Regions from separate parts of the Mus musculus genome. Here regions 1, 2, 3, 5, 6 and 7 are each linked to region 4. A link is a contact called in public HiChIP or PLAC-seq and promoter capture Hi-C data. All regions are on one chromosome and are shown on one strand. The core of a region is the stretch at or near the end of the contact, and the rest is flanking DNA. Distances in the headings are between cores, read along the strand shown.

Region 1 (3,944 bases), core at 1,241-3,740, 420 kb after region 4:
CAGCCTCCCTCTAACACATCAGCTTCCCCTCTAACACATCAGCCTCCCCTCTAACACATCGGCCTCCCTCTAACACATCGGCCTCCCTCTAACACATCGGCCTCCCTCTAACACATCAGCTTCCCCTCTAACACATCAGCTTCCCCTCTAACACATCGGCCTCCCTCTAACACATCAGCCTCCCTCTAACACATCAGCTTCCCTCTAACACATCAGCTTCCCCTCTAACACATCGGCCTCCCTCTAACACATCAGCTTCCCCTCTAACACATCAGCTTCCCTCTAACACATCGGCCTCCCTCTAACACATCGGCCTCCCTCTAACACATCAGCTTCCCCTCTAACACATCAGCTTCCCTCTAACACATCGGCTTCCCTCTAACACATCGGCCTCCCTCTAACACATCGGCCTCCCTCTAACACATCAGCTTCCCCTCTAACACATCAGCTTCCCTCTAACACATCGGCCTCCCTCTAACACATCAGCTTCCCTCTAACACATCAGCTTCCCTCTAACAGCTTCCTGCTTAGCTGCTTTGTCTACATCGCATATCCAAGATGGCTGAAATGGAAGTAGCGTAAGTAGCGTGACACACCTCCTATGGCTCCATCTGAGTTCCTGTTTATCTCTACTTTGCTTGTTTTATTCGCCACCTAGCTCCCCTTCCAGAATACAATCCCCAACCTGTTCACCATCTCCTCAGAACCTGGGCCAGTACCTTCCTTATAGGGTGCCCAATAATGACTATCTATCATGGGGCAGAGGAGATGGCTTAGTAGGTAAAAGAGCTTGCCACACAATTCTGATGACCTGAATTCGGTTCCAGGGACCTACATAAGAAAACCAGATGCAGTGTCGAGCATCTGGAACCCCAGCACTCTCTCCCCATTAGCTGGAGGCTCACGGCCCAGCTATGGAGTGCACTGCCCTACTCTGAAGGCACAGAGATCTTCCCTTAGCAACTGGAAGAGGAGAACACAACAACAACGACTACCTTAGTTTTTAGAGACGACATCTTACCACATAGCCCTAGATGGTCCAGAACTCAGTACTCACGCTAGGCTGGCCTGGAACTCGGAAAGATCTACCTACCTCTGTCTTCCCAGTACTGGGGATGAAAGGCATGTACCACTGTACTCGGGGAGAACTGACTCTTGACAAATTTCATGCATACAGCCTGGTGCACATGCATACTCACACTCATCCACACACACATGCAAACACACACCTACACAGCAAATGTAAAAGAGTCTACCTTGAATAATTCAAACGGCCTTACAATAACCCAACTATAGGAGTTCTAAGCTACCTTTGCACCTCTTGACAGTAAACAATACAAGGGCAAGCTCCAGCCGGGCAGTGGTGGCGCACACCTTTAATCCCAGCATTTGGGAGGCAGAGAGGCAGGCAGATTTCTGAGTTCAAGGCCAGCCTGGTCTACAGAGTGAGTTCCAGAATAGCCAGGGCTACACAGAGAAATCCTGTCTCAAAAAAATCAAAATCAAGCAAACAAACAAACAAAAAACTAAACTTCTTTCAAAGAGGTTTCACCCCATTTCCTCACTTATTATCTCTTTTCTAAGAGGAAGAAAGACACGACTTGTTTGGAATGAGCTGTGACCCCGATAATGTGTGGAGGAGGAGAAGGTAGGTGGTCCACACACGGCAGCTCTGCCCTAGATGAGATCCCATCCCAAACACTAGTTTGTTTAGTGACAGTGTCTTACTCTGAATCCCAGGCTGGCCCCCAAGTCGCAACCATCCTCCTGCTTCAGCCTCCCGTAATGCTAGTTTTATAGGCGAGTGGCATGCCTGACTCTCAAGTCGCTCTAGTCTATAACTTGGGGGGAGGCGCGCGGGCACGGGGGTTGGGGGCAGCCTAACTCTTACCAATAGCAAACTTGATTAGGGTTTCATTCTCTTCCGACAGAGAATCAAGGAATAAGTCCAGGACTTGTAGTTGCCGTAGGTACTGGTAGTTGCCCGGGTCATAAGCGAAGTTGGCGAGGTTGGCGAGGACTTGCTCCTTGGCATCTGCAATGGGAAGCAGCCCTGGGGTCGGACCTGTGCGGCGGCGGCTGCCGTCAGAACCCTCCTGGGTCCCTCGTGCCCACGCTACACCTCTTACCTTGGCTCTCGGTTTCCTGGAACTCTGTGACCAGCGCCTGCAAGTAGCCTAGCCGCCCGACGTGGGGGTCTATCTTGGGTTTCTGTGCCATGGCTGGGGCGGCGGAGTTGGGAGCTCCGGTAGAGGCCACAAGGCCTGGATCCTGACCTGTCCCGGCGGCGACAGAGCGGCAGCAAACCCAGTCTTGTCCTGAGATCCGCGTCTGCAGCTGGGGATGAGCTGTGGGGGTGGCCAGGGGTCTCAGGATCCTGTCTGAGCCGGATCTGAAAACCAAAATTCAACCCGGGCGAGACGCTGTGGCTTTTCGGAACTGAAGGCAGGCACGCCCCCTTACCACACTCCCTGCACCGCTTCCTGGTTCAGGGCGGAAGTCTCTCTAGCCCCGCCCCAGGAAACGGAGTGAGCGGGACCAGGACGGGATTGGGCGTGGTTACTGGGCGCCTCCTGGGCTTCCCTCCGGATTTCTAGAGCTGGAGGCTTTAACCCTCCACTGCGCAGCCGCCGCAGCGGGGATGCGTCGAAGGAGAGAGGAAGGGAGAGGGGAGGGAAAGAGGAGAAAAGGAGAGAGAGAATGGTGGATGGATTGACAGCCGGGCAGACGGATCTTCAGGCCATCTAGACATGATAGTAGTTTAATCCCAGAACACGGAGTTTAAGGACGGTTTAGTCTACAAGGCAATCCAGAGCTACATGGCAAGACCCTGGTAACAAAACAGAACATCCATCAAACCCCAAACACAATCTTAGGGTCACAAGGAGCGTCAGGGAGGGGCCCAGCTTTGCCGTGCTGTGGTGGAGGTGGAGGATGGAGGCAGTAAGGGTTTTTAGGGCAAGGGTCAGGGGTCATGTACTATGTTTGGTACCAGGGACCTGAATCACAGCAGAATGGTTTGTGTACTTCACCTTTCCCTGGCCCCCACCTCTGGGGTTTAAGTTCCAGTGATCAATCCATGCCCAACATCAACCAAGAGCAAGAGTTTTAGTCTTAGTTTGGATGCTTGAGAACCAAGGTTGCTCCGTGAGAACTCTGTGCCCTTTAGGTTTTATAAGAAGCAGGCTAGGCAGACTTCTTACATCTCAGCTCAAGATGGCCAAGCGTCTGACTAGTCAGAACATCAAAGACCTGGGGACCTGGAGCCTTTGAGATTCCAGAACAAATACTTTGCAGACTCCCCTCAAAATTTTCCAGGGATGGTCCAAAGCAGATCCTGGCTACAAAAGAGTAGACTTTGCTTCCATCTTGTCTCCAAGCCCCAGGCTCCAAAGAACTGGGATTACAGCACACCTGGGCATGGGTGGGGCTGGAGATGGAAGTGAAGGTTTGATGTACGTGACTAAACTACATTTGCACCCTCATTTCTTCGTTGCTTATTGCCCTCAGATTAATGCCATTATTACCAACGGGCAAGTGTGATGAAAATTTCCTAGCTGGAGGATCACAGATTCTATTTTTCCTGGACGTGGGCCTGTTAGCCAGCCCCAACTCTGTTTTCTGTTAGAATGAAAAATAGGTCCCTGGCATTTGCCCTTCAGAGTAGAAACTTCCTTGGGGGGTGGGGGTGGGGTCAAGCTCAGTTCTGAGTTGCGATCCGGAAAGCAGTAGGGGACATTAGACAGAGAGGCAGACTTCAATTGGAAGATGGCATCTCATACAGGCCAAAAAAATTTTTTTAATAACGTTTATTTGTGTGTGTGTATGGTGCGCGCACATGGGCACGCCACAGAACAACTTGTGGTAGTGGGGCCTCTCCTTGTCCATGTGGGTCCCAGGAATCAAACTCAAGTTGTCGGCATGCAGCCAGCACCTTTACCTAC
Region 2 (3,711 bases), core at 609-3,108, 480 kb after region 4:
GATGTCTTAGACGCACAGTCACTCCCACTGCCCAGGCCTTTATTTACTGGGTAGACCCACATTCTGTTAACATTCTTCTGTAGGGTACCAGCTACAGGGAGGGGATGAAGGAAATCTCATAGCTGTGTTAAGCGTTCTGACTCCTTCACTGCCCCTGGACTACAGTCCTAATTCTGAGAAAACTTCCATTCTATTGGCAGTTCTCCTGAGCCCAAGGCCAACATCAGTGGGAGTCTGCACTGGCAGCTGCAATCTCACACACCCTATCTCTGTGCCCAGAGGAAGCTTGGTACTGCCAGGACTTGGCTCAGAGCAACTTTAATCCTACTCATCTTTACAGTAAAAGAAACAAGAAACTGGCTTGTGTTGGCCATAAGGAAGATTTAGGGTATATAAAAATAATTCCCTATAAACAGGAGTTCTGGAATCTCTTAAGGTTCCCATCAATTTGGTATCAGAGAACAGATGAAACTGATTAAGGGTTTATGCAAGTCTACTAACCATGGGAGTGCTTTATGGTATGGATGCGTTTGAGAGTCAAAGGTCAACCTGCAAAAGTTACAGTTCAAACTGGAAATGAATGACGTCTTGCCACTGCTCAACCCTGTGTTTGACGCTACACATTCTCTGGGTCCTAACCTATCAGCCCATCTTTCCAAGGAGTGCATTTACTTTCAAAAATGTACCGAAACGGTGACTGTTACGGCACAAAAGGTCTGGGACCAGGATTTTATCACCACCACAGGATGTATCACAAGCACTTCCTGCAGCCTTCAGTAGTGGACGCTATCATTAAACCCCGAGTTTAATACCACTTTACACAGGGATGGAACAGGACCTGAGTCCTCCGAAAGTGACCAAGATGTGGTCATTCACCCTGACCCAGTTCTGAATGCATTTGGCACCAGCAGCAGGGGGCCGCCCGGGAGCCAAAGAAAAACTCATGCAGATCTGAGAAGGGGTGGTCCCCAGGAGGGGCAGGGAATGTGACAGGAGCACGAAGGGGGCTCCCGTGGGTGCAGGTAGACAACTCCACGCAGGAGCAGCTGAGAAAAGAGCGGGGTGCGAAGGGAAACCGGAGTGTGCCTGAAGATGGGGCAGAACTGGGACGGGAGATCATTCTGAGGTGGCCAGTGCTAACTCGGGGGGAAGAGAGTGGACTCAAGTCCGGGTTTGCAGGACCCGCTGGAGGGAAACGCGTCCCAGAGATCGGAGCACCAGCCTGGAATGGGTCCCAACACCCGGGGGCGCGCCCGAGGGCGGGGCGCACCTTGTCGGAGTCCAGCTCCGGGTCCTCCTGGCAGCACAGGCGGCAGAGGAAGGACTTGGGCTCCCGGCCTAGGGTCTGTCTGGTGGTCACGAAGTAGGTACCGCCCACGTTGAGCCGGACCCAGCGGGCGGCCCCGCCGCCTCCCGTCCGCTCCGGAGGTCCGGGCCCGGGCTCCAGCGGCTGCGCGGCGGCGGCGGGCTGGCGGCCGTGTCCGCGGGGTGTCGGGCCCGCAGGGCGAGGGCTGGGGGGTCCGCGGCCCGAGCCGCCGCCGTCGCCCATCGCACTGCTGCCACCCCCTCCCAGCCCCGCCACTGCCGGGTCCAGCTGCAGCTCCGCCATCTTGGGCCGCCGCTGCCCGCGCGCCGCCGGGCCGGCCGACTCCTCGGCGGGGAGAGCCGGGCCGGCCCATCGGCGGGCGTGGGGCAGGGGGAAAAGGGACCCCGACGGCGCAGGCGCCGCGCCCGCCTTCCAGGACGGGACTCCATGCTCATTGGCTGAAGTGTGACATGAGACCCGCCTATTGCTCGTTCGGATTGGCCAAGGAGAGAACTTCCGGCAACTCTCTTCCGTTCCTTGCTTGCTGGAGAGAGAGCACTCCGCCGGGGGTCGGTGAAGGTGAGTGGGGTCTGAGGTGTTGGGTCGAATCTCCACGGACTCTTTTGTATTGTATTCCAGACCTCGCTTCCACACTTGTTCCAGCTCCACGGAGGACATCGGGCCTTCGAGCTGCCCCGCTAGCAGAGCGCCCGAGGTCACTGCTTTGCCCTGCTCGCTTTCCCGCGGGGCGAGCCTGGGGCCTGGCAGTGACTTAGCCAATCACCGTGAATTTAGATGTTGCCACAGACTTTTGTCTCACACTGTGTGGCGATCTCAGGAGTGGAGTTTAGGGGTCGGGAAAGCATCACAGAGTTAGGGTGGTAACTTTCAGAGAGGACAAGACACCTAGCAGACTTCAACTCTACGTCCTTCCCTTCGAATGGAGGATTCCTATTCCTCATGAGGTTTACCGATTGATCTAATTAACTATTGGTCATTCTCTATGCTTATGACCTGTGTATGAGAGCAGGCTGGCCAATTTGTCTGAGAAACAACCAGCGCTAGAGATGAATCAGATAACAAAAAGTCTGTAACTCCTGCTTTCTCCAGTGCACTTCGTTCTCTGGCATCCTTAGTTCACTTGACAACTGTCTTAGTCTCTGTCTCTGTCTCTTAGAGACGTAAGCTGTACTGAGGAAGGAAGGAAGGAAGGAAGGAAGGAAGGAAGGAAGGAAGGAAGGAGAGAGACCGGCATTTGACAACTTTGATCGATAGGAAGGTATCCCCCACTCAGAGCTTGTGTAGATGGTTTCCACTTTTCGGTTGGCTCTCTTCATAGTTATTTTCTGTATCTCGTCTTGTTTTGGTCTCAAGACCGCTTCAGTCACTTTCTTTTCACAGTATCATTTGTGTAAAAATGCCTCTGAAAGTGCACAGTATGTGTGCTGTGGACAGGATGACCTGGGCAGGACAGTTCGAGTGAATGGCCGGGGTTGTGGTGGAGAGTCAGTGGCCAAAACACAGTAGCTTAGTTAGCCTTTGGGCAGCTTATGACTTCCTTTAGAAGTGTCTGCAAAGAATAGAAATGAGTTGGGATAGAGGAAGGGCAGCCTGGTAGGAGAGAACATGTTTATATTCTGGGTTGTAGAGCTTTATTTTGATGTATTGAGACAAGCTCCCACATCTCTCATGTGACCTTGAACTTTGATTCTCTGCCTCTACCTCAGTGTTTCTGGTGCTGGAGAGGGAACCCAGGACTCTGTCCATGCCAGGCAAGCATTCTAGCAACTAGCTACATCCCTAGCCCTCTTTCCTGGTTTAAATCCGAATTCTTTCATCTGTTGCATATATATACCCATCAAATGCTTGAGCTGATCCGTCTCTTAACGACTTGTATTTCTCTGGAATGGTCTCCTTCAGGGGTTCTCTCCAAAGGCGCTGTTTTGTTTTCTAGTATCCCAAGATGGCTGGGCGTAAACTTGCTCTAAAAACCATTGATTGGGTATCTTTTGTGGAGGTCATGCCCCAAAACCAGAAGGCAATTGGAAATGCCCTGAAGTCCTGGAATGAGACCTTCCACGCCAGGTCAGTATGCTGTAAGAGGGAGCCCCCATCCTTGATGCTGAACCTGGAAGCAATGTTTTGACATTTATCACATCCACTTAGTATTTAGTAAGTATATGAGTTCGAATCTGCTGCTGTGTGTGCCATATCAAAAGGAAAACTTGTGGGGTTGGCTCTCTGCCTTCAACTATGTGATGAGTCTTGGGTATTGAATACAGGTCCTCAGGTTTAGCAACAAGCCCCTTTACCCACTTAGCCATCTTGCCAGCCCTAGCTAGGCATTTCTAATAGTTCGACAAGAGGAAAGAAACAATGTGTTCTGCAAATGAAAGCATTTTTGT
Region 3 (3,663 bases), core at 301-2,800, 410 kb after region 4:
AAGAAAAGAAAAAAATTGTTTATTTTATTTTTTTAAAAGGTTCTATATTTTATTACTAGACAAACACCCTAATTTAAGACATGAGCAAGTCTCCAGGTTAAAAATGTTGAAATCTGTCTGGTAGGACTGATTGCTGACCACAACTCAGTATAAACCCTCAGTCTTGCCATTGTGTGAATCCTTACAGACCCAGCTTTGTTCTCCTCCAGTGTCTTCTAAGAGAAGAGTTGAACCTGACGTTGTTACCAGTTTTCATCCGGATCCACTGAGGAATGGGGCGATTTTGCTTTTGTTTCTTGGCCAGGAATCGCTTGATTCGGAAAGTCTTGTGAGAAGACATGGCAAGAAGCCGAATCAGGCGTAATGCGCAGGATGGCAGAGGAAAGGAGAACCGAATCAGGCGTAATGCGCAGGATGGCAGAGGAAAGGAGAAGAGCTTTTTTTATTTTTAATTTCATTTATATGAGTACACTGTAGCTGTCTTTAGACACACCCGAAGAAGGCATCAGATCCCATTACAGATGGTTGTGAGCCACCATGTGGTTGCTGGGATTTGAACTCAGAACCCGGGGAAGAGCAGTCTGTACTCTTAACCGATGCTGAGCCATCTCTGCAGCCCAAATTTGTTTAAGATAAGGTCTTCACTAAGTAGCTCTGGCTGTCTTGGAACTCAGAGGTCTGCCTCCTGGGTGTGAGGATTAAAAATGTGCGCCACTACACTCTGCTCCTTTGTTGTTTTAAACTGGCTTTTCTTCAAGTGAGATGTCGGGCTCCATGCTGACAAACTTCTGCCATGGGTTAGAAGTCATGTCTTATCGGGGTGTAGCAGTGCCCACCTTTAAACCCAGCACATGGAAGGCAGAAGCAGGCAAACCTCGGGGAGTTTGAAGCCAGTCTGGTTCACAGAGTTTCAGGACAGCCAGGGCTATGTGGAGAAACCCTGAGTCGGGGGTGGGGGGGGAGTCATTACTCAAATCTGCATTTATAGGTTGGAAAATTGATGTGATGTCGCCATTGACTCTGAAATCTACAAGAATAAGTTGTGTCTCTGTGTGTGAACGCTTAACATTTTCTAGAGGGACATACAAGTTTTCGATTCTACCGGAGACCTCGGGTCCACAGGAAAAAGTAGTGGACGCAGATTGAAAACAATGTTACTGTTTCAAACCAAGTCTGGCTTATGAGTCCGGTCTCTTGAGAGCCCAGCTCATGCCCAGCTCATGCCCACGGTTGTCTTTAAGGGGTCCTTCTCATCCCTTGAACTGGGAGACTCACGATCCTGTCAGCTTCCAGCCTGGACAAACATGGGAGAGGCAAAGGATGCATTCAGCATGCGAAGCAGGTTCCCCATTGCCAAGAAAGTATTTCGGATCTTAGAGGTTATGGGAGAGGGATTCTGATGCTGCACATGAGCGGCAGCCCCGTAAGGGACGCAATGCCATCCTGGGCACCTGGTTGGCCACTCTGTGCAAATGAACAAAGTCCGGCCCGCCCCTACCCCGGTCCCGGAAGCTTGTTTCCGGGTCTGGCATCTTCCGTGCTTGCCGCTGTGCTCTGCGGAGACACCGGGCGTGGCAATGGCGGTGAAGCGGCCCGTGCGCGTGCTGGTGGACATGGACGGCGTGCTAGCTGATTTCGAGTCCGGCCTCCTGCAGGGTTTTCGCCGCCGCTTTCCCGAGGAACCGCACGTGCCGCTGGAACAGCGCCGGGGCTTCCTCGCCAACGAGCAGTACGGAGCTCTGAGGCCGGACCTGGCGGTAGGAGACCCGATGGGGAACCTCTAGGCTGAGTTCTCTTCTAGGCAGCCAAGCTGTGCGAATCCACAGTTCACCCCCGAACCAGAAAGCTTGAAAGGGTACACACACACACACACACACACACACACACACACTAGAACCGAGGTCTCCTGCAGAATCTTTGTGTGTGTGTGTGTCCTCTTTGGGGCTCCCCCTACTGGAAAGCAGGAGCGGGACCAAGATCTCTCTCTTTCAGGAAAAAGTGGCCAGTGTGTATGAATCTCCAGGCTTTTTCCTAAACTTGGAGCCCATCCCTGGGGCCTTGGACGCTTTGCGAGAGATGAACGACATGAAAGAGTAAGGAGGGTGAGGAGGGGGCGGCGGGAAGACGGCCAGTGCCCCAGGCCTAACTGCACCCCTTCTCCGCAGCACCGAGGTCTTCATCTGCACCACCCCACTGCTGAAGTACGACCACTGTGTGGGCGAGAAGGTGCCGGCGCCTGCGCTGATTTAAAAAAATAAACCAGAAAATGGGGGCTGGGTGAAAGGGGTCCCGCGTGTTTGAGGGCTAGTCCCACTTAAGCCCCCATGCCTTACTTATCTTGCATTCTGAGCCTAGCAAGTTCCACTGACCTCTCCCCACCCCTCCCGCCTATACAGTACCGCTGGGTGGAGCAGAACCTGGGGCCAGAGTTTGTGGAGCGGATTATCTTGACTAGGGACAAGACGGTGGTCATGGGAGACCTGCTCATTGATGACAAAGACAACATTCAAGGTTGGGCCAGCCAGTTAACCTTGACAACCCCCAGGCATCTGGCCTGCTGGGATTAAGGAGGAGTAAAAATGACCCAATTACAGAGCGCACGCTGTCTTTACTGCCCAGGCCTAGAGGAGACCCCAAGCTGGGAGCACATCTTGTTCACCTGCTGCCACAATCAGCACCTGGCCCTGCCCCCCACCAGGAGACGGCTGCTTTCCTGGAGTGACAACTGGAGGGGGATCATTGAGAGCAAGCGAGCCAGCCTGTGAAGGACCCTGAGGTGGACAGGACCCTGCCTGGACAGGTGACTTTCTTTAATCAGGGAGCCACTTGAACAGACTGCTTTCCGGCTCCTCCCAGGAGGCCTACACGGGAAAGAAGGAGACTAGCACACAAATACAGTGGAGAAAATCAGGAGGTTTTTAATAAAAATAAAAACCAAACGCGAGGCTTTGGATCTTTGATGCTCCTTTTCCTTTTCAGCTCAGGATGGGAGCGGGAGCCTTCCTTCATCCAGTGGCTGTACGACAGCCCCTCTCCAGCCCTTGTAGATCTCCTTCCTCAGCTTTCGTTGTCCATCTGAGGGGGGACAATGCTGAGTGATCAGGGCCCCCATTTTCCCTAAACTCCACTTCCTGTCAGGACTGCTCTTCGCTTATCCCCTAATTCCATTTTTTCTTCTCAGTGGCAGAGGAGGGCGGGGTAACCAGTTACAGGAGCTCGTTAGACTCTATCGGACCTTTGTGGTCAGGAACTCACTAGGTGGACCAGACTCATCGCTATCCCGCTCCTGTCTCTCAAGGGATTAGATTAGAGGTTGGGCCGCCATGGTCCCCTGACATTAGTTTCTAGGTGTCTTTATGGAAGGTCTGCATCTGAGTCCTGAGGGGTTGACAGTACCTACTGGAGGCTTGTGGCTCCTGAGAGAATGGCAGGAAGCAGACTGGGATAGCCCATGAAAGGTTCATGTTCAGGGCTCCCACCCAAGTGTCAGAAGATCTGACCCATAGGCAAAGGGGGCCAGAGCAACTCTTTTGAAAAGACAGGGATGCCACACTTGGCAGCTGGCACATGAGTGGTCCACAGCCTGGTAAAACAGAAGTCACTGTCTTGCTGTCTAACCCAAGGATCCTATGTAGGGCCTCTCCAGAGAGACAAGGCATGCCC
Region 4 (3,807 bases), core at 257-2,756:
ACCAGCAGGGCAGAGATGCCCACTGTGCCTGTTGAGTGTTTGAGCAACTCCATCAGTGCTGGGGCTCCGGTTTGGAGTCAAAAGTGGGTGCTTGAAGCCTTGGTGGTTCTGCTGCCCTGGTCCCCAAGTTTTCTAGACAATGGAGAGAACTTCCTGCTCTGGTGGCCAATAGAAACTAAGCGAGCTCCTCTCCTGCAGCCATAGAAGCTGGGCCTCCCTCTGAGCTCAGGGACTGCTGGAGCCTGTGTGTCCCAGATGTGGCTCAGCTGCAGTGCAGTCCCTCTGTTGCACACTTGTTAGTATTACCACAGGAGTTAGCTTCCCAGTCCCACACAAACCAGAGTGCACCCCCTCTGCTGAGCCAAAGAGACTCTCGGCCCTCCCCTTGGTTTCCAAAACTGAATGATGTTTTTCTTTCTTACTGGATAACAGTGTGTTTGCTTTGGAAGGGACGTCTCACGGGGACTTGAACCCCAGTGTGAGGACAGGAGGCAGAAGGGCTTAGCAGCCTCCTCTCGTGAGGCCCTGCCCAAGAAGGTTGTGCTTGCCCTGCACAAGGACTGAAGAGAAGAGCTGTCTGGGGGCAACCATTACAGTAGTTAGTGTGGAAGAGACTCTGGGGTCTTTTCCAAACTCATTCATGTAGTCACAAACTCCTTTCCAAACTTGGGGTTTGAATTAGGGTGCATATCCCTGGCTCAGTTTTCAGAGATCATTGCCAAAGGAGGATCAGGGGTCCTGGTAATCTAAGTGGGTGCAGAGACTCCTCCCTAGGATGATCCTGAGCCGGAAGCACACAGCGGTGAGCAGGTCAGAACTCCAAAAGACAGGAAAGCTGCTGCTCTTGTCCAGCATCCAAGTAGGCAGTTCTGCTGCTGGCTCTACCAGCTCCTGGGGCCAGAGGCCATTCAGCAGGCTGGGCACACCTTGTCCTGAGCCTTCTTGAGAACCAGGGAGGGCTCAGCCCTAATCCTTTCGGAAATGGAGGCTCAGCAAGATTGGGGGCCATATCCTAAACTCACTGAATAGAAAAGGTTTAAATGGATGTGTCCAGCAGCCCCCAGCCCCTGTGCCACACACCGAGTAGCAGTACATCCCCCTTCTCTAGTACCAGGTCCCAGGGGAAGAGCACTCAGGTATACACACAGAGGAGGTGACTAAATTCCCATAGGAGAGTGGCCTAATATATCCCCCAAGACGTTCCTCTCCGAGCTCATGCTAAGCTGTGACTCCTCGCCAGAGATACGAGACCCTGGCTGCCCTCCTTTCCCGATCCTGTCACCTCTAGCCAGTGTCTCTTACCTGGGAGCTCAGATAGTGGGGAGCCTCGAAGAGGTGTCCCAGTACAGAGCCTCTATGTACCTCCTGGAAGTCCTTTGGCCACCACCTTTGACTTCTTCACCAGCGCTGCCACTTTCCTGCCTAGGCGGCTGCTTCTCACTCGGGCACCTCCTGGTGCTAGCTCCCGGTTGCTGACAGCCAGCTGCTGTCCAGCTTCAGCGCCTCATCGCTTCAGCTTTTTTGTTGTTGGTTGTCCTGGAGATCTAGGTGTCAAATTACAGTTGTGAGGAGGAGCCCAGGGAGTCCTCCCCTGAGCTTGACTTGCCCTTCACGCCCTATGCCTTTCCCTGCCTAGAGGTCCACTCTGCTCTCTGGATCCCCAGACGGCTCCCTCTCTTATTCTTCCTCCTGTTCTGCCCTCCTCCTGCCTTTGAGCCAGGCTGTAGGCTGTAGGCTGTAGGCGGAGGGCTGGGGTTGGGCTAATGACAGAAGTGGTTGGCTGTGGTTCCCTGTGGAAATAACCCCGGGGGGCTCCGTCTGAGGTTGCCAGAGGAAGAGGGTGGAGTGACTCGCTCTTGGGTGCCCCAGCACCCTCTGGATGGCCTTTTTGGCTTGTGTCCCTGACCACCCTGGTCTGTCTCTTGGGCCACACTCTGGCTGCTCTCTCTGCCCTCTGCCAGAAAGAAAACCGGGCTACAGGATCACCCAAGCACGTCAGCAAGCTTTCAAGCAGCCCTCTGGTGTGGTACTCTGCCATCTACCCAGGGGCATCTGGGGGGAAGATGAGGATCCTAGATACTCTAAAAGTAGTCTGCGCCGGCCATGGTAGTGCACACCTTTAATTCCAGCACTTGGGAGGCAGAGGCAGGTAAATTTCTGAGTTCGAGGCTAGCCTGGTCTACAGAGTGAGTTCCAGTACAGCCACGGCTACACAGAGAAACCCTGTCTCGAAAAAAACAAAAAATAAGTAAATAAGAAAAAGAAAGAAAGAAAAGTAGCCTGCTTGTTTTAGTGAGGGGCCTTGGGTCCTTCTAAGAGAAAGGTCACTGCTGGTCTCGTTCTGCTCAGCTGTCTGCATGACAGCTCTGTTGGCCCATTAACGTTTGTCGGTCTTGCCACCAGCAGACCAGGCTGCAGGGGGAGGACTGACCTCAGCTCTGCAGTCAATGGAGCCCTTTGAATCTGAGCACAAAACCCCAGTGAGCCAGGGCTTGGGGCAGGGTGTAGACAACCATATGGTCACAGTGCCTAGATGCCAAAGCTTCTCAGAGACAGGACAGGCCACCACTGTACAGGCAGAGGGAACATTTGTCGTGTATATTCAGTGTTAGTGGGAGCTGGCTGCAAGAGCGCCCCCCAGTGGCTGTCTCAGCTGTCTTCCTGCCACTTCTATGCAGTTTTAGGGCTGTTCTTCACTTTGCTGGAGGGACCCTACTTCTTTAGAAGGTGGCATTGCAATTTGCTTTCCTTACAGTAGCCTGCTGTGTGGGGTCAGATCCGCAAGCAGTATTCAGACTAAGAAAACCCTCTGTTCCAAAGCTGTTAGTGCCGGCTAATCTTAAGCCTGGGCACTCAAACTGCCCTGCCTCGCGCTGTCTCTTCTGGTTCCCAACCCTGTACCACATTTCTGGCACTAGAGATGACTGTAAGGACCCTGATAGAACAGTGGCCTCTCCCAGGGCCTCAGCCTGGGGATCCGAAAAGAGACTGGCCTCCTGCACCAGGTGGGCTTCCTGCCACCAGCTTGGGCAGGAAGTGGTTATCCGCAGGGGAACATCTGGAGTTAGAGGCTGAGAGGGAGGCTCTAGTGAGGCTCTAGTGAGGCTGGATCTCCCTGGTGAGTGGGCTCACGAGTGACTAGGCATGATGGCCGCTCTCAGCATTGTGTGCCTCTAGCACAGTGACTCTCAGCCTTCCTCATGCTCTGGCGACCCCCAACCATAACATCCTTTTTGTTCCTTCTTTATTACTGGAATTTTGCTAGTTATAAATTGTAATATATGTTTTTTGGTGGATAGTCTTAGGTAAACCCTATGAACGGTCTTTCAAGCACCAGAAGGCTTGAGACCCACAGGTTGAGAATCATCTGTTCCAGGAGCTATGCTAGGTACAGCCTTCAGCCTAGGGCAAAAAGCTCATGGTGGGCGCCAGGGGAAGCCTAATTCCCTCAGGGAAGATCAAGATACCCATGAAAACTGTTTGTGGGAGCTCATGCCTACAGACCCAGAACTCAGGAATCTGAAGCAGGAAGCTCATGAGTTCAAGGCCACCCTGAGCTGTAGTGAGACCCTATCTTAAAAACAAACAAAAAAAGACTAGGCATGGTTGCAGAGGCGGCTTTCTGAGTTCTGAGGCCATCCCAGTCTACTGTGATGAGTACTCAGTAAGCTCTGGGCCAGCCCTGGCTACAGAGTGAGACCCTGTCTCTAAATAACAAGTACTAAAGACAGGCTGGGCTCTCCTGTCCTCTCCTCCTTCCCCACGGTGAGGAACACTTGTAGAACATCTCATCAGTGCTCACAGCCC
Region 5 (3,703 bases), core at 95-2,594, 380 kb before region 4:
TCTATCCAAAGTACAGCTCAGTCCTAAGCCTAAAGCCGGACAACGCTCCAGGTGCTGAGCTTGGGGCCAAGAAGCAAATGCCTCTCTGCAGCTCTCAATTAGCATTTGAATACTGGCAAGTTACTTTGCAAGCCAACTCTGGTCTGAGTACTGCAATGTTTCTGAGAGACTTTTAGCTCAAGCAACAATAACGTAAAGACCCCAGAAATCCGATTTCTCCAGCCTTCGAGGTCTGAGGACCGACTTAATCAAGGGACACTCTTAGTCACGGAGTCTTAGTCCCCTTTCCCCTTGCGTTTCACGGCCTCGGGCCACTTTGTAATTTTAGTGTTCTCCCCGACTACGCATCCCTTCTGGATCCTTGCGTGGCGACTCCAGTGCAAGCTCCTACCTGGGTACCCAGTTCTCAGACACCACAGAATGTTCACTCACCTGTCCAGCGAGACAGCGGCCAGCGTGAAGCTGCTGGCGTGCATAGTGAGGAAGATGAGGAAATGAACGGCCTTGCAGAGCAGTGAGCCAAACACCCAATCGTCCAGGGTATAGATGGTGGCCTGGAAAGGCACGCAGCACAGGATGAAACACAGGTCGGCCACACCCAGGTTGAGGATGAATAGGTTCGTGGTGCTGACCGCCTGGCCGCCGCGCAGCAGCACCGCCAGCACCAGCGCGTTGCCCACAGCGCCCACGAGGAAGATGAGCGCGAAAAATAGGGGTACGAGGACCGCCTCGGGCTGCCAGCCGCCGCCACCTTCCTGGCTCGAGTCCTCCGCCCCCTGGCTGTCCGAGCCATTCATGGTATCACCAAAGCAGACGCCGCCCTGGCTCCCGCAGCCGTCCGGGTCTTGGTGAGCGCGTAGCTCCCTGGCTGCAGCGCCCCAGCAAGACTGTCGAGCTCCAAGAGCCAGAGCAGGGGTGCGCGGGGGACGGGAGGAGGAGCGAGCACCCAGAGTATAGGATGGTACCCCGCTCCGGCCTGCAGCCGAGAGAGGAGCTGTCGAATGACCCTGACTCCATTTGGCTCCCGCGCTCAAGTCCTGGGACCCGCTCTGCTTTAGACTTGAGTCGGTCACTAGCGAGTCACACTGTTCCTGGATTGGTGGAGGGAGCAGGGTGCGTGTGGGACATGGGGCGCCTTTAAGAGATCCATCCCATTCTTGGAATGAGGGGGCTGACACAGATTACTGGCCCTGTGGTTGGTCACCCCTCAACGCCCCCTTCCCCCAAACACAAAGTGTTATGGCCAGCCATATTTCTAGGCCTCTCCCATTTCTAAATCCTTGGAATACCTCAGCCTGCCACACAAGGAACTCCAGAGACCAACCCAGAAGAGGCAGAAAGGAGGGCGGTTTTTTTTTTTTTTCCTCCTTGTTTTGAGACTGGGTGTTCCTGTGGAGCCAAACTAGCCCAGACTCACCCTTTTGCATTAGCTTCTGTGGTACTGGGACTTTAGCCATGCGCCACTATGTCCGGCCAGAATGGAAATTTTCATCTTTTTTTTTTTTTCATCTGCTAAGTATTTTCCCTCCCTCTTAACCCAGAAGTTCGCTGAATATGTACTAGTATCACCTTGTCTGTGACCCTCTCTTCCCTTGTCTGGGATGGAATGGTCTGGAAACACTGCCTCAAAGAGGTGTGAGGTAAGAAATACTAGAAGGGTTGGAGCAAGGCTCAGCGGTTAAGAGCACTTGCTGCTCATGCAGAGGACCCAGGTTCGGTTTTCAGCACCCACATGGCAGCTCTCACAGCTGCTTGTAACTCCAGTTCCAGGAGATCTGGTACCCTCTTCTGCTCCATGGGCTCCTGAATAAATATGATGCACATACACTCACAAAGACCCATGTGCGCATGCACGCGCGCGCGCGCGCACACACACACACACACACACACACACACTGAACAAATAAATCAAATATAGGGAGATGTAAGACTAGAAACCAGTTTATTAATGGATCAAATCTATTAAAGCATTCAATCTTTATTTAAAAGGGGGTGGTGGTGGTGAAAGATGGTTCAGCAGTTAAGAGCACTGACTGCTCTTCCAGAGGTCCTGAGTTCAATTCCCAGCAACCACATGGTGGCTCACAACTAGCTGTAATGGGATCCAATGCCCTCTTCTGGTGTGTCTGAAGACAAAGACAGTGTACTCATATAAAATAACTAAATAAATCTTTTTTAAAAATTCAGTTCTTGGCCATAAATATTCTTTTCCTAAAACTGGGCTTTGTTGACCCAGACATGGAATAACAGCACTCTGAGGACTGAAATGGGAGAATTGCAAGTTCAAAGCCACCCTGGATTGCAGAGTGAGTTGCAGGCTAGCCTGAGCCACCAGTGAAATCCTGTCTTAAGAGGACTGGGATGTTCCAGGTGTGGTGGTGCACACCTTTAACCCCAATCCCCAGGATGCAGGCAGGAGGGTCAATATCTGTGAGTTGGAGGCCAGCTTGAGCTACAAAGAAAGGCATTATCAAAAATAAAAATAAAGAAAAAAGAATGTGATAATAGTTGTCATCATATGTGTGTCCCCTGGGGATTGAATCCAGGGCCTCAGGCATGCTTGGTAAACACTCTGCCACCAAGTCATATCCTTATTGCAGAAAAACATAATTTAGCTAGATGTGATATATATATATATATATATATATATATATATATATATATATATATATATAGTGTCAGCTACTTAGGCATCCAAGGCAGAGGACCATTTGAGTCCAGAAGTTCAAAGCCAGCCCAAATAAAACAATGAGACACTGTTAAAAAGAAAACAAGAGGGCTGGTGAGATGGCTCAGTGGGTAAGAGCACCCGACTGCTCTTCCGAAGGTCCAGAGTTCAAATCCCAGCAACCACATGGTGGCTCACAACCATCTGTAATGAGATCTGACTCCCTCTTCTGGTGTCTGAAGACAGCTACAGTGTACTTACATATAATAAATAAATAAATCTTTAAAAAAAAAAAAAAAAAGAAAAGAAAACAAGAAAACTAAACCCAAAACCCACAACCAAACATCTGAACTTAGGTATAATGGCGAGGAAACAGCCCACTATCGGGGGTTGGGGGTGGAGGGAGATACAGAAAGAGGGAGCAGGAAGGAAAGATGCCCTACTGTAGGAATGTGGTGGGTCCCTAAGTCATGGCTGGCATGGCTCAATTGAATGAGTAAGAAAAGTGGCAAGAGCCAGGCAGTGGTGGTGCACACCTTTAGTCCCAGCACTTGGGAGGCAGAGGCAGGTGGATTTCTGAGTTTGAGGCCAGCCTGGTCTACAGAGTGAGTTCCAGGATAGCCAAGGATACACAGAGAAACCCCGTCTCGAAAAAACAACAACAACAACAAAAAACAAAACAAAACAAATTTGTAAATTTTTTTTTTTGAAGCAGGGTCTCTTCTATGTCATCCAGGCTGCCCTGGAACTCTCTCTGTAGACCAGGCTGCCCTCCAACTCACAGACATCCTCCTGCCTCTGCCTCTTAAATGCTAAAATAAAAGATGTGTACTGCTCTGCCTGTCCTGTTATTTTTATTTTTTATTTATTTATTTATTTTTTTTTGGTTTTTCGAGACAGGGTTTCTCTGTGTAGCCCTGGCTGTCCTGGAACTCACTTTGTAGACCAGGCTTGGCCTCGAACTCAGAAATCCACCTGCCTCTGCCTCCTAAGTGCTGGGATTAAAGGCGTGCGCCACCACTGCCCGGCCTGGCC
Region 6 (4,190 bases), core at 1,461-3,960, 390 kb after region 4:
GATGAGGCCATCCCCTTACCAGGCATTAGCCAGCTTTAAAACAGCCTCTGAGGGCAAACCATCGTTTGGGCTTGCTCATGTGCCAACCATTGGCACTTAAAGAGTAAGATCAAAGTGGTTTCTTGTTTGTCTGTTTTATTATTTATTTATTTATATAAGTTTTTTTTTTTGAGACAGACTAGGCTGGTCTTGAACTGAGATTCTCCTACTTCTGTCTTCAGAGTGCTGGGATTAAAGGTGGGCTCTACCACTGGCTGAAAGATTAATATTAAAGAGATTCCAGTCTTTCCCAGAAATGTTGGCACGGGCCTTTACTGGGAGGCAGAGGCAGACAGATCTCTATGAGCTTAAAGGAAGCCTGGTCAACAAAGGGGATTCCAGGGCTGGTGAGATGGCTCAGTGGGTAAGAGCACCCGACTGCTCTTCCAAAGGTCTGGAGTTCAAATCCCAGCAACCACATGGTGGCTCACAACCATCCGTAATGAGATCTGATGTCTTCTTCTGGTGTGTCTGAAGACAGCTACAGTGTACTTACAAATAAATAAATCTTAAAAAAAAAAATTTTAAAAAACAAAGGGAATTCCAGGACAGCAGGGCTACGTAGATAACACAGAGAACAAAACAAAACCCCTGGAATTTCAGCACTTTTTCTGTTACGGACTCTTTAAGATTGCTTCATTAGGTTTCCCAGTCCAGCCTGGTCTTCAGAGTGAGTTCCAGGACAGCCAGGGCTACACAGAGAAACCCTGTCTCAAAAAAAAAAAAAAAAAAAAAAAGATTGTCCTAAACTGGACAGTGGTGGCGCACGCCTTTAATCCCAGCACTCTGGAGGCAGAGGCAGGTGGATTTTTGAGTTCAAAGCCAGCCTGGTCTACAGAGTGAGTTCCAGGACAGCCAGGGCTACACAGAGAAACCAAAAAAAGAAAAAAAAGAAAAAAGAAAGAAAGAAAAGAAAGAAGGAAAGAAAGATTGTCCTAGTGGTGAAAGGTCTCATTCATCTCCACCCAGAAGCATGGAAAGCTGAAGGCTTATTTGGGGCGTGGAGAAAACATTGTTATTTCCTACACGTTGGTCAGGTTAAAGAGCGGATTTACGGTTTTTGTTAGCCATCTACCCTGCATAGTGGCACTGCCCTATATTGCCAGGAGTAGGGAGGAGTGCTGGTGTAACCAAACATTGGGACGGTACTAAAGCATCGGCAGCGGGATGTGGGGTGATGGTGTAGCACAGGCTAATCCAGTTAGCGCAGGCTAATCCAGGAATTCTTTTCATTTGTTTCTGTTTTTTTTTTTTTTCCTAGACGGGGGGGTAGGGGTGAGGGTGGGTGGGGTGGGTGGGTGGGGGGGTGGGGGTGGGGTGGGGGGGGAGTTCTCTGTGTAACATCTTTGGCTGTCCTAGACTCTTCTGCCTCCTTAGTGCTGGGTTCAAAGGTGTAGACCACTGTGTGCCCCCCGCCCTTTTTGAGGCTAAGAAATCTTGCTTCTGCCTCCAGGGTGCTGGGATTAGGGGTGTGCAGCACCCCCACCTCGGACCTTAAAAAAAAAAAATTCCCTCTCCAACACGGTTTCTCTGTGTAACTCTGGCTAGCCTAGAACTCGGAGATCCACCTGCCTCTGACTCCTGAGTTGGTGCTGGGACTAAAGGATTAAAGGCATGTGCTACATCGCCTGGCAAAAGATTTACGTTGTGTACATGTGTGTGCCTGCATGTAACTGCCCAGGTCAGGGAACTGGAGCTACAGTTTGGAGCTGCCCTGTGAGTGCTGGCAACTGAACCTAGGTCCTCTGCAGTACTAGCATATGGCCTTAACACGACATCCCTTCTCTCTTTCCTGCTTTCCTTCTCTGCCTCCCCCTCATTTCTTTTTGACAGGGTCTCACTGTTTAGACCAGACTGGCTTGAAACTCAAAGTGATCCTCCTGCCTCAGTCTCCCAAGTTAAGGCATTGCAGGGAAGTGCCGACACATCCTGCTGAGGTAGCTTTCTATTTAGGTAGCTAGGTAGTGTGTATGTGTGTGTGTGTGTGTGTCTCAGTGCGTGGGTGCGTGGAGGTCAGAGGTTCAAGAGTTGGGTATCCGAAATAATCAAACTCAGAGCTGAAATCAACCAAGTAGAAACAAAAAGAACTATACAAAGAATCAACAAAACCAGGAACTGGTTCTTTGAGAAAATCAACAAGATAGATAAACCCCTGGCCAGACTAACTATAAGGGACAGAGACAGTATCCAAATTAATAAAATCAGAAATGAAGACATAATAACGAAGTATATCTTAAAATAATTATTCTGCTTGTTGAGTATTAACAGTTGAAAATATTAAAATCATGTTCTACAAAAAAAAAAAGAGAGTTGGGTCTCTTACACGTTGTGGGTCCTGGAGATTGAACACGGGTTGTCATGCTGGGTGGCAAGGGCTTTTCCTTATGAGCCACCTCGACAGCCCCTCAAGTAACTTTTTAAAGTGACCGTGAACACTTGAGCACCACCAGATTGTCGAGGGCGTGGAGGAGGGGAGACCACAGCGGCCTTTCTCTGTACAGGAAGGGGGCGGGGCTTAGGCCGAGCCGTCTCCCGCGCAGCCCGTCCTGACGCCGATCTATGATTAGCACTGTAGCTAACCAATAGAAATGAAGAGATCTTTTTAAATTGCCCAATGGCGGCATGTGGAGGGTGGGCCCTATTGGCTCTATAAAATGGGAGTCCGGCGAGCCCCGCGGCGGTAGAAGCTCGTGGAGCCCTGGTGGTTTAGCTTTTGGAGTCGTCTGCGCCTGTTGGTCCCAGTCCCCCTTGGCGTTTTCAGGGCCAGCCTACCTCGCCCCTTGGCGCCATGACCACTACCACTACCTTTAAGGGTGTGGACCCTAACAGCAGGAACAGCTCCCGGTAAGGCGACAGGGTAGGGCTCGAGCCCTCCAGGGCTTGTGGGGACCGCGGGGCGTTGGTGGTAACGGGCCGGGAGCACCGCGCTCGCGCCCGGGGGAGGGTGGCAGAGTAAGGAGTGGGCGCCGCTTTGTGCGGCAGGACTGCCTCGGCTTGTGGCCCCGCCCCAGTCGTCCCTTCTATTCATTTCTCCCCGGTAACGACAGCTGAGGGGGACTGTGGGTGGCGGCCCTTTGCCGTACGGCAGGTTGGAGTCGGTGAGAGTGTGCGGGAGGATCTTCTTTCAGCCACCCGCGGCGACACTGGTCGGGTCCAGGATGGTGGGCTTGGTCTCCCAGGAGCCCAAGGAGCCTGCAGGGCCCTGGGCCCATTGTCCCACATGAGGGCCATGCGCTCCCGCTTCTGGCTCGGGCGTGTGCTGGCCCCGGCCTTGGGCGCTGCGAGCAAATCTGAGCACTGATCCGGCTGGTCTGCAGGCTCTTTTCCTCGTGGTGGCCCGCCGGGGTGTCCGTGTCTGCGCAGCAGGTGCACCTCTGGTAGGGCGGGGCTGGTCATCCCCTCCCTCCACTTCCAGCCCTGGACAGGAGCTCTCTTATCAAAGTGCCTCCCTGCGCCTAACAAAGGAGAGATCGGGTCTCCTCCCCCTCCCCACGCCCACCTCCGAATGCGCGGGGCCGTGAGCCTGCTCAAATGGGTTTTCTGCGCTCAGGTCCTCGGACCTCTGCCCTTCCATGTCGCCTTCTTTACTTCTCCCATTGACTTTGGCCGAATGAGTTCACCCCAGAGCAGGCTTCTCTTGGAGGAGGAGGTTGTCTGTGCTTGGGCGGGGCTAGGGAGCCATCCATTGTCTCTCCAGTAGTATGTAGTATCCCTTCCTGGAAGCTGGGATCTTGCTTGTCCCCAGTACACTGCATTTTGGGAGGAGCTCTGTGACTGGACTGGGACCCGTTTCCTACCCCTCACTTAACTTGGTGAAGATATTTTGTTCAGCGGAGGGAGTCCATCTACATCGTCTCAGCTAGTGGCACACAGTCCCTTAAGTTGGCTTTCAGGCATCTCTTTGATCTTCCCAAAGGCTTGGTTCCATGTTCTCTGGCCATGTATTTTCCATTGATGATGACCCACAGTTGAGTGTGACCAAGCCTTGGGGTCCCGACCAAGTGGCACAAAAGGGAGCCATTTTGTGGGGCTAAGAAGGCAGCGTGGAACAGCAGTGTCTCTCACAGGGGCTTGACAACTTGCTGACAAAAAGCAGCCTCCTTGAGTAGTCTTATGAGGAAGCTGGGGCAGCTACAGACTGCTTTCAGTTT
Region 7 (3,879 bases), core at 730-3,229, 440 kb before region 4:
TCCCGTCTTTTACTTCCTCAGCATCCCGAGGGCCCCTCCCTCCCACACTTAAGGTTTACACCAGTGTAGGCTGAGCAATATCCACACCTCCTCAAAAACCAGAACAGAAACAACAGGGAAGTTCCCTGAGCCTGGGACGGCTGCACGGCTGCACGTAGCCCTTCTCCCCTGGCAGGCAGTAGGTAAGCGGTGTTCACAGTGTGGTGTGACCTGGGAGGAGGGGAAGAAGCTGAGATGAAGGAGATTCGGGTAAACAGTAGCCACAGTGGCCAGGAACCCTCGAAAAAGCCATTATAATCAGCCCTTCCGTCTCCCTTCACAAGTGCTCAGCCTGAATTCCATAATCCAGGCACCCAGGTTAGCATACCCTTTGCTCTGCCTTGCTCATTCCGCCCCTCACTCTGCCCTTTTACTTCTTGGCAAGCAGAAATAGCCCATTCACAGGGTGGCCCACTGTCAGCTGCCACACAACCCAGTCCATTTGGGAACCATCCCTTTCTTGGGGCTCAAATGTACAGAGTCAGGCATGTTCTCCTGGTGCCGTTGGCTCCTCATCACACAGTATCTGCACCTTTCCATGCTTGGTACTGCCCAGATCTTGGCCTCCTCAAAGAGCCTTTTTGCTTTACCTAATTTCATCCCACCAGAGTGTCTATCCCCTGTGACATCTGCCAGGCACAGACTCAAACCCTAAGCCATCCATCCCACTGGGGAACTAGTCCTGTCCATCTGGTGTTGGCGTGCTGGCTGCACACTTTGTTTTAGGGCCTGAACACCTGTGTGTATGTGTGTGTGTATGTGTGTGTGTGCGTGCGTGTGCTCTGTATGTGCCATCTGTGTACCCCTCACATTCATGGAGTACACTTATAGGCACATTACAGTGGGGACATCAAGATGCAATATTTATGGATTGCTGCATGATTCTTAAAAGTGAATAAAACTGTTTACAGGGGCAAGGGAGCCATTAATTACAACGTGAATTCGTTTGTGAACGTATTCGTTTCAGTCAGTGGCTCAGGCTCTTTTTAGTATTTCTGCAGACCTGGGTACAAGGCCAGCTCCATTCCTGACTGCCCTACCTGCTTCTGCATCTGCCTTAAACCCGATCACTTCCAATCCTGCAGCTCGTCAATTATTAAAGAACCCCAAAGCTGATGGCAATAGGGAAAGCTAGGGCCCAGAATCCCTTATGCTTAGTAGTTCCCATCACTTAACCAGTTCCTGGCTAAATCAGTAGAACAAATGACCTCTTTGAGAATCTTGCAGGCCCAGGGCTTTTCTGTTTTTTGCCGGCTGGCTCTGCTTCCTAGACTGTCTGAAAGGGCAGCACCTCCGCAGATGCCCCTGGAATGCCAGCTTCCGGGAACTTGAGCAGGGTGAGTGGGCGAGCTGCTTACCGGGAGACGCTGGGTTACCCTACCCGCCTCGGTGTGTCTGCGAGCTGTGTGGCCGTTTCTGCGGATTATAAGCGACAGGTGGCATCAGAGAGTCAAACTTGCCTGTGGGCACCAGAGAAGACACTCGGGGACCAGGGAAAGGCCCCAGAAACCAGACAAAGGCCACTGGCAGCCCGGTGAGGGCAAAGACTTCAAGGGCACGGTTCCCCGAGACTTGGTCTGCAGAATCCGGGGCTGGGTCCCCTCAGCGGTCAAACCCGACGCGTTGGGGGAGGGGTTCCCGGGGCCTCGAGCGGGAGCCGAGCACCCGCCGTGAGACCCAGCGCGGGGCCCTCGGGCGGGAATGCACAGAGTCGGATCTCGGTGGCGGGTAGGGGGCTGGGTGGCGCGGGAGAGGGCGGCAGAACCAGAGAGTTCCAGAGAGTTGCCGCCAGAGGAGCTGCAAGGGCCCGCGGTCTCCTTGGAGACGTACTGGCCAATGACAGCAGCGGAAGCTGTTTATGGGGGCGGGGCGTCGCCATGGCAGCAGAAGAAGCCTTCCGAGCGTCTACTTAATGCCGGTCCCCGGGCCGTCGGCGCTCAGAGAAGCGCCGTCGGGCGAGGGGGGGGGGCGCGAAGAGGGGCGCCAGCACAGCCCTCGAGCTGGGGACAGAGAACCGCGGGAGGTGGGAGGAACTTCTTCCAGAACCTTCCTCTGGCTGGCTGCGCTCTGAGCCAGGTAAGGGACTGGGAGGGCTGTGGACCACGGGATGGGAGGGCGTCGGGACCTGCTGGCTATCCAGTCCATCGGTCGCCCACAGAAGTAGTGGGGCCACGAAAATGAAATCTGAGGAGTTCGGGAGATCGCTTCCTGCTCCTCCATAACTCGGTCCTGTGACCTTCCTTTCCCGAGACCCTTCATCCTAACACCTCTTTTCAAGGATCAGATGACCTACTTTGCCCCAGCCGCGTCGTACTGACCCCCCTGGACTATTGGGATGTGATCTTAGTTTCCCACTCTTTGGGGAAAAGAGTTAGTTTGGGCCTTCCTACCCTCTTCCCTCATTGTGGCCAACAAACCCTTCAAGGGCAGATGGAGAGAGGTGGAGACGCAGGATCAGACCAGGGTCCTGTGTTTCCCTGACCTCGCCACAGGCTGCGGGGATGAATGTGAGGGGCTCCCCCCCTAAGGCGCCTCTTTCCTCTCGGGGTAGGGGAAGAGTGTTCAGTTCCGTGGTGCTCCCGCAGGCCTCACATTCGTGTTCGGAGGAGGCGACCCCCTGGGTCGCAGAATGGAAGTGAGTGTTCTGGAGACTGTGTAACTGGAGTCTGGGTTACCAGCGGGCCAGAGAGCGCGGCGGGCCACTCCGGCTCAGCCTGTGGATGTTGACCGCCCCTTCGGAGAGTCCCCGCAGACATGGCGGAGAGCTGGCTGCGCCTCTGCGGAGCGGGTCCCGGAGAGGAAGCCGGGCCGGAGGGCGGCATGGAGGAGCCGGACGCCCTGGATGACAGCCTGACCAGCCTGCAATGGCTGCAGGAATTCTCCATTCTCAACGCCAAGGCTCCCACTCTTCCCCCAGGAGGCACAGACCCCCACGGCTACCACCAAGTGCCGGGCTTGGTGGCGCCCGGGTCACCGCTGGCGGCAGACCCTGCCTGCCTTGGGCAGCCGCACACACCCGGCAAGCCCACATCGTCGTGCACATCTCGAAGCGCGCCCCCGGGGCTGCAGGCCCCGCCCCCTGACGACGTGGACTATGCCACCAACCCACACGTGAAGCCACCCTACTCCTATGCCACTCTCATCTGCATGGCCATGCAAGCCAGCAAGGCCACCAAGATCACTCTGTCGGCCATCTACAAGTGGATCACGGACAACTTCTGCTACTTCCGCCATGCAGACCCCACCTGGCAGGTAGGGGGAGGAGAGGTGCGGGTGGTGGCCACTCCCTCCTCACGACCTCCTTCTGGCACTTAGCCAGGCTCGCATACCAGATCTGCAAGGCCAAGGAGACACCTGGCTGTGAGGTCAGGCCTCATGAGAGGCCTGACCACTCTGCCAGGTTCTGAAACTGCTCCCTTGTCTGGAGCCAAGGCCCTGGAGGTACAGACGAAGTTGTAGAAGAGGGACCAATAGGGCCCGGTGTAGCCTCATGTGGGATGTAACACTAAGGCACATTCTTGTCCCGTGTCCGAAAATTCCTAGACAATGATCTGCCCGAGGAATTAGTCAGAACTGGACTCTGAAATGGAACCTAGGTGACCTCCCTGCCAACTTCTGCACCCTGCGTCTAGAGAGTAGGGCAGAGATGAGCCCCTCTGGGTACAAAGATCAGTTGTCCAGGTGGAGGGGTCAGGAAGTCATCCTGAAGCCACTGACCAGCCTCCCACCTCAGCTCCTCCCCAGTTTCCTGCCCCCACCCCCACCCTCTCAGCCAGCCTCCCTAGGGGGGCAATTACCTGAGCCAGGTGCTTTCCACAGGGGCACTTCTGCTGCAGTGGC

Evidence for each region. Promoter capture Hi-C pulls out the DNA fragments that hold promoters and counts their contacts. HiChIP or PLAC-seq counts read pairs in DNA pulled down with a chosen protein or histone mark.
Region 1: a contact with region 4 is called in a promoter capture Hi-C map of liver, with 2.7 times the contacts expected there. The contact joins the promoter of Armc7 here to the promoter of Smim5 in region 4. A contact is called at or near these places in 2 of 39 promoter capture datasets (liver and pre-B cells), 1 of 115 datasets of contacts at active chromatin or transcription factors (pancreatic cancer cells) and 3 of 9 other capture datasets (adipose tissue, liver and pancreatic islet).
Region 2: a contact with region 4 is called in an HNF4G HiChIP or PLAC-seq map of pancreatic cancer cells. The contact joins the promoter of Atp5h here to the promoter of Smim5 in region 4. A contact is called at or near these places in 1 of 39 promoter capture datasets (pre-B cells), 2 of 115 datasets of contacts at active chromatin or transcription factors (bone marrow-derived macrophages and pancreatic cancer cells) and 1 of 9 other capture datasets (adipose tissue).
Region 3: a contact with region 4 is called in an H3K4me3 HiChIP or PLAC-seq map of bone marrow-derived macrophages, with 5 times the contacts expected there. The contact joins the promoter of Nt5c here to the promoter of Smim5 in region 4. A contact is called at or near these places in 3 of 39 promoter capture datasets (liver and pre-B cells), 1 of 15 datasets of contacts at CTCF or cohesin (the NIH/3T3 cell line), 1 of 484 Hi-C or Micro-C datasets (embryonic stem cells), 3 of 115 datasets of contacts at active chromatin or transcription factors (T-cell acute lymphoblastic leukemia, bone marrow-derived macrophages and pancreatic cancer cells) and 2 of 9 other capture datasets (adipose tissue and liver).
Region 5: a contact with region 4 is called in an HNF4G HiChIP or PLAC-seq map of pancreatic cancer cells. The contact joins the promoter of Galr2 here to the promoter of Smim5 in region 4. A contact is called at or near these places in 9 of 39 promoter capture datasets (cranial neural crest, embryonic stem cells, fetal liver and 5 more), 1 of 115 datasets of contacts at active chromatin or transcription factors (pancreatic cancer cells) and 3 of 9 other capture datasets (adipose tissue, liver and pancreatic islet).
Region 6: a FOXA1 HiChIP or PLAC-seq map of pancreatic cancer cells shows a contact between it and region 4. The contact joins the promoter of Jpt1 here to the promoter of Smim5 in region 4. A contact is called at or near these places in 4 of 39 promoter capture datasets (hippocampal neurons, liver and pre-B cells), 2 of 115 datasets of contacts at active chromatin or transcription factors (bone marrow-derived macrophages and pancreatic cancer cells) and 2 of 9 other capture datasets (adipose tissue and liver).
Region 7: an HNF4G HiChIP or PLAC-seq map of pancreatic cancer cells shows a contact between it and region 4. The contact joins the promoter of Foxj1 here to the promoter of Smim5 in region 4. A contact is called at or near these places in 2 of 39 promoter capture datasets (the C10 cell line and pre-B cells) and 2 of 115 datasets of contacts at active chromatin or transcription factors (embryonic stem cells and pancreatic cancer cells).

Annotation. Positions count from the first base shown.
Region 1 is chr11:115,474,213-115,478,156 of GRCm38.p6, reverse strand. Armc7 (armadillo repeat containing 7) reads right to left here and starts at 2,490. Exons shown (of 3, transcript NM_177778.5): 1 at 2,130-2,490; 2 at 1,892-2,035. The coding sequence starts at 2,220. It overlaps Slc16a5 (solute carrier family 16 (monocarboxylic acid transporters), member 5), which reads right to left. Exons shown (of 4, transcript NM_001080934.1): 4 at 3,759-3,944.
Region 2 is chr11:115,418,066-115,421,776 of GRCm38.p6, reverse strand. Atp5h (ATP synthase, H+ transporting, mitochondrial F0 complex, subunit D) reads left to right here and starts at 1,858. Exons shown (of 6, transcript NM_027862.1): 1 at 1,858-1,885; 2 at 3,261-3,391. The coding sequence starts at 3,270. It overlaps Kctd2 (potassium channel tetramerisation domain containing 2), which reads right to left and starts at 1,651. Exons shown (of 6, transcript NM_183285.3): 1 at 1,271-1,651. The coding sequence starts at 1,609.
Region 3 is chr11:115,489,701-115,493,363 of GRCm38.p6, reverse strand. Nt5c (5',3'-nucleotidase, cytosolic) reads left to right here and starts at 1,550. Exons shown (of 5, transcript NM_015807.1): 1 at 1,550-1,757; 2 at 1,993-2,093; 3 at 2,166-2,226; 4 at 2,397-2,511; 5 at 2,620-2,939. The coding sequence starts at 1,578. The coding sequence ends at 2,765. Armc7 (armadillo repeat containing 7) reads right to left here. Exons shown (of 3, transcript NM_177778.5): 3 at 2,898-3,663. It also overlaps the pseudogene Gm11694.
Region 4 is chr11:115,897,838-115,901,644 of GRCm38.p6, reverse strand. Smim5 (small integral membrane protein 5) reads right to left here and starts at 1,506. Exons shown (of 3, transcript NM_183259.3): 1 at 1,303-1,506. All of the region lies in intron 7 of Recql5 (RecQ protein-like 5), which reads left to right.
Region 5 is chr11:116,278,580-116,282,282 of GRCm38.p6, reverse strand. It overlaps Galr2 (galanin receptor 2), which reads right to left and starts at 1,344. Exons shown (of 2, transcript NM_010254.4): 1 at 433-1,344. The coding sequence starts at 797.
Region 6 is chr11:115,512,913-115,517,102 of GRCm38.p6, reverse strand. It overlaps Jpt1 (Jupiter microtubule associated homolog 1), which reads left to right and starts at 2,710. Exons shown (of 5, transcript NM_008258.2): 1 at 2,710-2,883. The coding sequence starts at 2,828.
Region 7 is chr11:116,333,454-116,337,332 of GRCm38.p6, reverse strand. It overlaps Foxj1 (forkhead box J1), which reads left to right and starts at 1,979. Exons shown (of 3, transcript NM_008240.3): 1 at 1,979-2,115; 2 at 2,625-3,291. The coding sequence starts at 2,794. It overlaps Rnf157 (ring finger protein 157), which reads left to right. Exons shown (of 19, transcript NM_027258.1): 19 at 1-988.